Linked DNA regions of Mus musculus: region 2 is linked to region 1. The links are chromatin contacts, called in public HiChIP or PLAC-seq maps. All regions are on one chromosome and are shown on one strand. The core of a region is the stretch at or near the end of the contact, and the rest is flanking DNA. Distances in the headings are between cores, read along the strand shown.

The links. HiChIP or PLAC-seq counts read pairs in DNA pulled down with a chosen protein or histone mark.
Region 2: an H3K27ac HiChIP or PLAC-seq map of epiblast stem cells shows a contact between it and region 1. The contact joins two enhancer-like sites. A contact is called at or near these places in 4 of 484 Hi-C or Micro-C datasets (embryonic stem cells, muscle stem cells, myocytes and 1 more) and 2 of 115 datasets of contacts at active chromatin or transcription factors (epiblast stem cells and pancreatic cancer cells).

Annotation. Positions count from the first base shown.
Region 1 is chr2:136,675,846-136,680,963 of GRCm38.p6, reverse strand. The region is part of intron 2 of Gm32659 (a long non-coding RNA gene); the gene reads left to right. Among named protein-coding and RNA genes, the nearest start is that of Snap25, 35 kb to the left of the region's middle. Within about 2 kb of position 2,178, at least 280 of the 459 cell types and tissues checked have an H3K27ac peak or open chromatin away from gene starts, as enhancers often do. A contact at or near this core is called in embryonic stem cells, epiblast stem cells, muscle stem cells and 1 more, where this site is marked.
Region 2 is chr2:137,096,345-137,101,462 of GRCm38.p6, reverse strand. Jag1 (jagged 1) reads left to right here. Exons shown (of 26, transcript NM_013822.5): 5 at 1,347-1,407. Among named protein-coding and RNA genes, the nearest start is that of Jag1, 18 kb to the left of the region's middle. Within about 2 kb of position 2,967, at least 65 of the 459 cell types and tissues checked have an H3K27ac peak or open chromatin away from gene starts, as enhancers often do. A contact at or near this core is called in embryonic stem cells, epiblast stem cells, muscle stem cells and 1 more, where this site is marked.

The sequences.
Region 1 (5,118 bases), core at 929-3,428:
TTATGTGACAAATTAGCTCTGATAGGATGTCTTGCACTACAGAGGCTCCCATGGTGCCTGTGAAAAGGAAGTCATTTGTTTCTGCTGAGTATGGATATAATTCACTAGACTGGTGATGTCTTTTGTGTTGCCTTGACTTACCTGGGGACTTTCTACAGGTGATGGCAAGATAGAGGTTGAGAACCAGTCTCTAGGATGCTTTGCTGAGTGTTGTTTCCAGAGGAATATCAGACACAGTTACTAGAAGACAGCTGGGAGACAGGCAAGGGTGCCCTCCATGAGAGAGGATACTTTCAGGTTTATTGTGTGTTACAGTCTCCTGGAGGAACCATTAGGAAACACTTGTACAACAGTGATTTTCATAGTTTCAGAGGCAACCTGTGCATCAGTATTATTTTAACCCAAGCGGTTCTAACACACAGCCAAAGCAGAGATTTACTTGTAAATTGGGACTACTGATAACTAATTATGCCTTAGCCCTGGTGGACCTGGCAATATTATAGGTTACTTTAAAGAGTAGTTTCCTATTCTGAGGGAAGTCACAGGTGAGTGTGGTTCAGATGTTGTAGGAGTGTAGACTCAGGTAGGCAGGCAGCAAGGTTAATTGCCCCAAATCTAACGTGTATTAGCAACCACCTCCGGTGAACACAAACTGCCAGCCTCCATGGCAACTTTTCAAGTTCAATTTTGAAGAACTTTTGTTCCTGAAAGCTGAAGGACACACAATGACACCCTCAATTACAGGCTAAATGGAACAGATTAGCTTTGGTGGTCAGAGGCTGCATCCCCCACCCCACCCCCTCCCGTGCCCACTTTAAATGGTCAGAGTTTCCGGAAGGGAGGATCTTTCTGCCTGTGGGGCTCCAGCCTGGCCATTGGAGGGGGTGGAGCGTCCCGGGTCTGCTGCTGCGAGGTGGTGGAGTGTTGTTTTCTCTTAGCTGGTTGGAGGACTGGATTCTCCTCATCTCTAAGAGGGAAAGTTCTGGCCAATCACAAGAAGCCAACTGGAGACTGCGAAAGTGGGGATGAGATGGCAAAAATCTGTTCTTGTTGCCGCAGGAGACGCACCTCTTTCGGTGCGCATAGATGCCCCAGAAACTTGTCAAGCTGCGGCTGGCAGCTGTGACAGTCTCGGCGTGCGTGGGGAGGGAGGTTGTTTAGCTGCGGCTGCTTGGGGCTTGGCACTCAGAATTCACTGTTTTCCCGACTGAAGTTGAACTCTGGGCCTGGAGTGGGGCCGGGGCTTCTATTAGAATTTTAATATGGGAGAAATGAAGTGAAGAGCTAAGGAAAGGCAAAGGGGAAAAACATGGGGCGGAAACTCCACCCCATCTCTTTGATTCTTGCCCACATCCCTCACCGAATCTGTTTCCTAACCTGTAAAATGGGCACTTAAATGCTTTCGGAGACTCTTACTGGCTCTAGATTTGCAGGTTATGGTAGAGAAGCAGGCAAGAGCCACTAGTCTGTTTGCCTTACAATCAAGTGGTATTTTGAGGACAGCATTTTGAGCCTTCTCATATTTTATGAGCAAAAGACGCAAAAGACTTTCCCCCAACCCCGAGAACCTTGGCTTTGATTTCAGTAACATAAATCTTGGGAGGACCCCCACTGCTACAGAGGGCTTTAGTTTCTATACAACCGAAGGGTGGGCTTCGGCACTGCAAATTAGGAATGCCCCACCCCCGCTTACTCCTGCTTGTTTTATTTTGTTTTGTTTTGTTTTGTTAGGTTTTGTCTTTCTGATCTTCTCCCGCCCTCTGCTCTCCCCTTCCCTTCCTCTTCTCCCCACTCCTTCCTCTTAGTGTTGTTTACTGATCTCCCAAATTCTGATGACGCTCTGGGCACCTCGCCAAACGCGAGGGCCCCCGAATCCACCCGGGGGTGGCATAGAAGTCTCTGGTCTAAGGCGAATCTCCGCGGGGCAGATGTAGGACTAACAAATAGTGACAGGGCAGTGAGTGTGCAGTGCCCCGAGGCCCCCGCGGAAATGAGCACAGGCTGTTTGGAAAGCCGGAGGGACCCCTGACCCAGGGGATGCCGCATCTCGCCCCCGCCGCAGCCTGCAAGGGCGGGGGTTGAGGCTCCAGCGCCCCGCAGCCGCAGTGACTCAGGAGGCCTCCCGCCCGCGTTCCTCCGCCACCCGCTCACTGCGGCACCGGGGACACGGTTCCTCCGCCCACAGCCTGCACCGCGTCCCCGGCGCCCTCCCCGCCGGCTTGCCCGGGCTGTGCCACCCCCACTTTCTGTCCGCAGAGGCGGCTACGCAGGAGGGGAGGAGGGTGTTTGCTCCTAGATTGTTCTGCACTGGGAGAGCTGCGGGAGGGAAAAGGGGAGACAGGACCATTGGAATGACTCAGGGTTTTTTGAAGCAGCTAAGCCATAACAGAGGCCTCACTCCAGGATCGGGGAAAGCCAGCAAGAGTCCTTAGAAGTTTCTGGCCTTAAAAACAGCTTCCTACCCAGACTCCCAGCTTGAATTCTGCAGGAGCGTAGAAATGCACTCATAATTTAAAGCTCTAAGAATATCTGTATTACTTAGAAAAAGGGAAATAGGGTCTGGAGGCCTCGAATATCCTCAAAATAACCATTCTGCTGGTTCCCAGTCCATCTTTGGAAGGTAGTTACAGCTAGGATCCTATCAGTATTAACTAACCAAAAGACACATCTTAGGATAGCTCCCACCTCCAGGAGCCATAGACTCTCCTGCTAAGATAGAGCTAGAGGGACCCTTCTCCCTCCTGAGTCACTGTGGCAGCAGATTGAAGAGGCCCCTCGGGGCCTCGATGTGCTTTTGCTTCAAGCTAGATGGTCAGTGACATGTTTCATAAAGGACCCGGTTCTAAGTCCTGCCTCACAGAGAGGCAGTGGGAAGCTCTCTGTTTCTCTAGGCCATACCAGCTCGATTCCCCCAAAAGAAGAGAGCTGTCATTTCTCCATACATCAGTCAAGATTCTGGAAGCAAAGAAAGACCATTGTTTACCGCATATCTTCCTGTCCAAAGTCGGTGCTAAGCTGAGAGGACCCTCCATGATCGCCACCTGCCATGTCTCACCCTCTGGTCTCTATGTGCCCTTACTTTAGTCTAGTCATGCTGTTTCTGTTTTTTAAACTCCCCGCTGATCATCTATCTCTGCCTCTGGGTCTTCGGGCATGCTGGATGGCCCCTCCACAGGTAAAGTGCCCCCCACCCCCATGCCTCAAAGGCCATCCTACCCAAAATAGATCCTGTCTATCACAGCTGTGCTGAGTTTTCCCCTTTTGCATTTACTTCATTATGCATTATTGTTCTGTAAATAGAACATCTCCTCTAAAGAATGAGTTCCTTGGGATCTAGGGCTTTATCTTGTGAATTGTTCTAGTGCCCATGGCTGGCACATTGTAAGTGTTTGATGAATATGTAAAGAAAGAAGAAGACCAGGCCATGAGCTTGCTCAACTTCATAAGTTAATGACCTTTCCTCAGAATATCTGTTGTCTCCCACTCAAACTGGTTGGCTAGAAATGATCTTGAACTGACGTCAGATTACACCATGACCTATGAACAAGCTGGACACCTAAGTAAGATGTAGATTTTAGTATTTCCCCGATCTCTCTGTAAGCTGAAATACCCCATTACTTTGGAATGTAAATATTTTAAAGCTGTTATTCAAATAGATGTCGGCATGCTCACAGTATAGCCAGTGTTATCTCTATATTTTTGTACTTCTCAAGGCTTGGAGGGATGCCAACATTTATAAAGCGTATGGACTTCTTACTGTAGCTCATTCAGCCCACTAAGTTATTGTAGTCAACTGGTCAACTGCCAGTCGACAACAGAATCCTAAGGTCTGTACTGGCATGCTGCAATGTGATTGCCACTCATCTGAGCAAGAGCCATCGTGGTAGTCATTTCTCTTCCAGCCAGTTGGTAGCCATACCAGCTCGTTCCTTTTCTTAGCAATTTTCTTCTCTATGGTTGAATCATATAAAGATTCTTATAAAGAATCGCTGCAACACTAGTGCTTTTAAAAATAGCACTATGTGAAAAAAAAATAACAGCAAAATTGGATTTAAGTCTTGGCTGCTTTATACACCAGCAGGGGTCACTTCTTTTTATTCTGAGCCCTCATATGAGCAGTTAGTGTCCCTTCTGCCTCCTGAGACCACCACTGTGAGGGTCAGATGAATTAGTGCAGAATAAAGTGCTTTGTAAGTGTCAGCACTGGGTGGGTACTCCAGCAACCAGCATGCTGCGATTAAAGAGAAGGGGGGAGGAGGGAGGGAGGGAGGGGGAGAGAGAGAAACAGAGAGGGGGGAGGGAGGCAGAGAGTGAGTGAGGGAGGGAGGGAGGGAGAGAAAGAGACAGACAGACAGACAGACAGACAGGTGTTTATCTGTGTAAAACACTTGAGAACTAAAGCCCCACCTTTCTGAGGGCTGGGAGCTGTGTATAAGCACAGTCAGTCCACTGATGGTTATTAAGAAAGGGACTCCGAACCAAATGGAAAATCTATAGGCATCAAGAGTTAAGTCTGGAATGAGCTGTGCCAGAGATGAAAGAGGAAGTGAGATCAGAGACCACACTGGGGGTGTTGTGATGTCTGAACCATAGGTCTGGAGCAAGAGCAGGTTGGAGGAGGCAGACAGAAGGCTTTGATCCAACTGAGATGAAATAGAGTAGAAAGGCATATGGGTAGGTAGAGCAGGGGCTGGTTACTCAGTCAATGTCTTATTTCTTCACCCAGTACTTGCCGGACATGATAGTTCTCTACCTCCTTCAGGAAGGTTTCCAGAGAACAACCCTTTTTTATAAGAGTATAGGTATCTGGACATTCTTCCCCTATCCTAGCTTAGTTGTTGCTTTCAAGAACTGAGGGATTTGAACCAGTGAACCACCCAGAAAGTCCTGTAAGTCTTGCTTGGATAAGTTTGTTGCTCATTTTTTGGCGGGCAAAAGAACTGGGTTTTCTTTTTGGAAATTATGGTACAGTCATTGAAGCTGAAATGGCAATCTTGCCCTGTACTGAATCTAAACCTTTTACCATCAGTATATCAAGTACCCATTCAATGTCTTCTACCAGGTGGCTGCATTGTCTTTCTTCATTAACAGTCCTCTAGGAGATGGACATCTTGTCAT
Region 2 (5,118 bases), core at 1,718-4,217, 420 kb before region 1:
TATCTTAGACTGAAGCATGTAGATGCTGTATGTAGAAGATTCTGTTAGTGCCCTGTCTGGAGTCCCCGTTACCAGCTGGTGTCCCCATCCCCCAGCTGCTGTGAGTGTTGGCTGCTAAGAGCTCGCAGCTGCTCCTTCTCCAGGGAGTTGTCCTTGGCCAGGCAGGAGCCACTCTCTGCCCCATCCCTGCAGCGAACAGTTACTGAGTGGCTGACACGGGGGGATGGGGATGTTGGGAAGGCCAGCCTCTTTGCTTTAACACTGTGGAGTAAGATTCACACTCTGGAGGTTCCCCTGGGATCACACTGAAGTCAGACCCCAGCTGAGACCACATCCTTGCTCAGCTCCTCCTTAGGCCTCATCTGGCTCCCCATTCCTTCCTCCTATTACCAAATCTCCTCCTCAGACTGCTTCTGAGAAGAGCCTGATGCCAAACAGGACCAGGCCAAGCCAGTGGTGTTTGAACAGACAGTGCTATGGGCAATGACTGTCACTGAGCTCACATGTCACTGCAGCACGTTTCACTGGGCATCTTTGAGGTTGCGGCATTAAAGGAGGCGGGGGAAGTAGGTGGTAACCTTGGGAGTCCCTTACTGTCTTTTGCCCCTTATACTAGAATTAAATAATTCTAATTCCTAGCAATAGAGTTGGAGGTCACAGCACAACAGATGCTATGCCCTCACGGACATATAATATACCTTGGTGGTCTTGGAAAATCATTAGATAAACTCCTTCTTTTAGCTTTAAATTGTGTGGAATGATGCAGGAGAGGATATTTGGTCTCTGAGGAAGTAGTCCTGTCTCCTGGTATCTGGCGACAGTAGTTTGCTTAAACTGGAATTGATGACAGAAGGAATTGCTCAATATTTTAAAATTCAGTAGCAATTACTGAGGTTCTGTGTTCTTTTTTAAGTGTCCACTTGATTTCTTTCTTTCTGTGAGCAAGTATAGAACAGCTTGTAAGCTTACTTGTCTGCAAGATCAGCTTGCCTGGTTTTTTAGCTCCATGGGATTGTTGAAACCAGGCATTTAGTGGGAGGCTCACCTGAAAATACCATGCTAGGACCATGTTGGGGCAGGGAAGGCAAATGAATGAATGAATATCTTCATTTTTCCTCTTGATGAGGGGGGAACTAGGCCCTGACAGGGCTCAAGGAATAAGCATGTTGAGGAACCCCCTAATCATTTGTCCCCAAACAATGTTGTGACTTGAGGTTCTACTAACATGGCCTTGGAGTTTGAACCTGGATTTATTGGGCCCCCAATTCTATGTACTAGACCATTTACATAACTGTGGCCCGAAAGGCATAGACAGCGCTAATGTAACTTTCCGATTTTTTTTCCAGCTATCTGCCGACAGGGCTGCAGTCCCAAGCATGGGTCTTGTAAACTTCCAGGTGACTGCAGGTAAATGACCAACTAATTGAACTCTAGTAATCAATCACTTTCTCCCCTCCCCACCCCACCCCTGCCCTTTCTCTCCCTTTCTCTTTGATGCAAGACAGAAAAACTGACTTCCTTATGAATGTGCCTCGTTATTTTCTTTGGAGGATGAAAAAATTAGGGGAAAACACAAAACAAAACAAGCACATGAGAAGCATAATGAATCATACCAGCTGTTTGGTGGAATGCACCCTTCTTCATTGGTGCTGGCGGGTGGGTTTAGTCAAAACCCCAAACCAAAATCCTTAATGGGCATAGCTGGCATCTTTGTGTATTAACTGTTCTGTAAATTGGTAAGACCTATTTGTAATCTTCCTTAAGTGCTAATGTACTGGACTGGGACGAAGCTTTGTTTCCCCTGTCTCCTCCTCCACCCTGGCTTTTCCTCTGGCACCCTCCCCCACTTTTCCCATCAATAGGCAAAAGTCCAGCATTCTTTAGAATGGGATTAGTACAATCTCCTGGCCCCTTTGCAGTGGGAGCTGCGCTGTTGCTGGAGGTTAATGGCTGTGCTGGAATCTGCTCGGTGGAGCCTGATGAATGTAGACTTTGCTGCTGGCCTTTGAAGTCTGCTCTTTATGGTCCAGGGACAATACTGAAACCAAACGGAAACCTACCCAGCCTGTTTCCCCTTCCGATGCCGGTTTTGGGGGCTTTTTGAAATGTACATTATGCCAATTTGGAAAAAGACTTGTTTCAGGAAATACCTTTGGGGTCTGTGGCATTTTTGACTGGTCTCAGGCTTTATTCTCCCTGAAGCCTTTCAGAATTAGCAAATTTGATGAGACACTAAGTGGACCCTCTTCAAGTCCTGTCACCTTTGCTCTGAAAGGCTGCACTGACTTGAGCCAAAGACAGTTTTGAAACAGTCTAAAGGCACAAACCCATAGAAGGAGGTGCCTGGTGCCCTTACTAAAACAAAACAAAACAAAAAAACAGTTTTTGGTCACCAAACTGTAGAATTTACAGAGAATTGTTAGAAGTGCAGGTTCCCAGTTCCCACAACTGGCACAGATTTCCCAGGCCTTGGTTGGGCCTAGGAGTCTGTATTTGACAACTTTGCTCAGTGATTTATCCCTCAGCAAACACGCGGGCTACTGCTTTAACCAGCCACCCATAGGTTTAACCTTGATGACTCTTAGCCCCACCCTGAGTTCTCTTCCCCAACCATGGGAGTGCAAACTTGATGCTTAAGAGATCCAAGGCAGCGGGAGTAAACTAAGAACAGGTTGTCCTGGAATTGTTTCTTCCTGCTTTTGAAAGTTGATTTCCAGGAAGCCTGAATAGGATTTGCCCACTAAGGAACGGGCCTGGTCACAGCTGACCCGGCATCCAACAGCATCTTTGTCAGAGGTGGAGCAGAAACCTACCTTCAATGACTCTGCTAATTAAGGCTGTTCTGGAGAAAGTAAGAGCGCTAGTTATTCTCCAGCCTCTGAGCCTGCTCCCTGCTCCGATAGCATCAGCGAGATGTGTGCTACTGTCATCAGAATAAACACCCTGCTGGGCAGGGGAGGGCCCTCCTAGCCAGAACAACAGGCTTTGTTTCCAGAATTGAGCCCTTTCTCTTTCGAAGTCTCACCTCCCACTCCCTGCCCAGACATGCACCAGTGCTCTTATTTACTTAAGGTGCAACTTTCCCACACGCCATTTGCATAGTCTCCCAGCCCAGTTCCTTCTCTCTGCCTTGAAAGAAAATCAAAACAGAACCTTCCAGCTAAGGAAGTTCAGGTTGAGTCCTGCTCCCGAAATAGTTGCATTACAAGTTACCTGTAAGTTGTCTTTTGGGTTATGTATTACATGAGCTTTGTTGTTGTTGTTGTTGTTGTTGTTGACTCACCCACAGGAGAAAACTTCACTGATTTTGTTGGTCTCAGGTGGACTTGGGTTGTCCCTTACTGGGTGTACAGACTGGTTTCGTGCCAGCCTGACAATAATATCAAACTTAATTATGAATCATCATCTCCAGAACGTCAGCTTCTCATGGGGCTGCTAATCATCTATCATTACCCCGGGATAACGTGGTAGATGCCTCTGTTAGGGTCAGGATTTTTATTTGTTCTTGTTTGAAGTCATCCATGGCCTCCTATGGTTGCTTTTTTAGGCTTGGGCATTGAGCCTTCATTAATTAGGAGGTTGGTTGGGTCCTCAGCCGTCCGGCTTGGTTTTATTAGGCAAACTGAAGACGTGTAGTGACGCTTCACTTGGGACAACGCGGGAGGACAGAGGATTGTGGTCCCATCAGTTACCTCATGTCTTCTAAGCTAAGAATATTGATCTGACAGAATGGCTTCCCACCCTCCTACCTCCCACTGACTTGGGTGTCTGCCTCTGAAGAGAATGGTTCCCATCTAGTGGCATACTCTGTCCTTAGATCAGTCTTTTCAATAGTCATTTGTCATTTAAACTGATGGTCTAGTTTAGAGATGCCAGACTCCTGTGTCTGATTAACTTTTAAGCCCCACATTCTAGTGGTTGTCTGTCGGTGTTTGGGTGTAGATAGAGGTTAGGAAGTAGTCAGGATTCTCAAGGGTTCAGTGGCTTCTCAGCCTGGGTGATTAGCTAATAGCTAGATTTCTATAATTTTCCCATGACCAGGATTTGCTCCTTTGCCTCCAGCTCTCTGGAACTGAAAGCAAAGTTCCTCCCCTCCCCCTCCGCCCCCGCCCCCCGCTCCCCGCCCCCCAAGAGTCACAGCAGAGAAGTTCACAGGGCTTTGGATCTGATCCTGCATTTCCCTAGGCCCTGCTCTGGGCTGATTCTGCAGGCCCAACATCTGCTCCATCTTCACTCTGTTATCAGCATGCCGGTGGGTGGCTGGGCCCTGCCTTTCCAAGAGGGCCCTTTGTTAAAGCTTGATTTTGAGAGGGAGGTTCAAATTGCAGAGGGCTTGAAACTAACTTAAGGGGAAAGTGGTTTTGAGACCTTGCCCTGTCCCACCCCAGGTGAAGGTTCATGTTTGTGGTTTTGTTTGGGCATCAGACATTCCATCTGACCTCAAAAGAAGTCTTGAACTCTTAGAAAGGAGACCCAGCTCCCTCAAAGCTAGACAAATCAAGCTTGGCCCCTCTCTTCTGACCCCCCCCCTCTTTTTTTCTAAAGTGAAAAATAACTATAAATCAGCATGCCTGGCTTGGGTAATGGGTCATAAATTATATATGAATTGGTTCCCAGTGTTGCCGTTCCCCGTTCCCCTCTCTCCTTCCTACAGAGATTGGTTTAGAGATCCAGGGCTCTGTAAGGAGGCCATTCTCCTTCCCATTTGAGTCTACAAAACCAGCGAGGTGCTACCCTGGCACCCTGTGGCCCTGAATCCTGTGCACTCTGAGCAGAGTGGGGCTTCATGTGCATTGTTGCAGAGCTGCACAGCTGGTGTCACCAGAGGCTCCTTCCCTTGTATGGTCTGTCCTGATGAGGACTTGGGATTGATTTATTCCCATCCCCACCCCTTGGTTCAATTCCTGAGAGACTGAGAAGAGAATGGCTTTGTGCAGGGCACCCCATGCTGGCCGCTCCCTGGATAGCTCTTCTTTTGTCAGGGTATGCTGAGAGGACACACTTTGGGCCAACTGTGAGGTTACTCATACAGAACCCTGTGAAAGTCTGAAAAATCTGCCATCCTGTCCTTTTCAGGGGGCAAAACCCAGAAATAGCTGTGTGTTGTAACTATGTGCA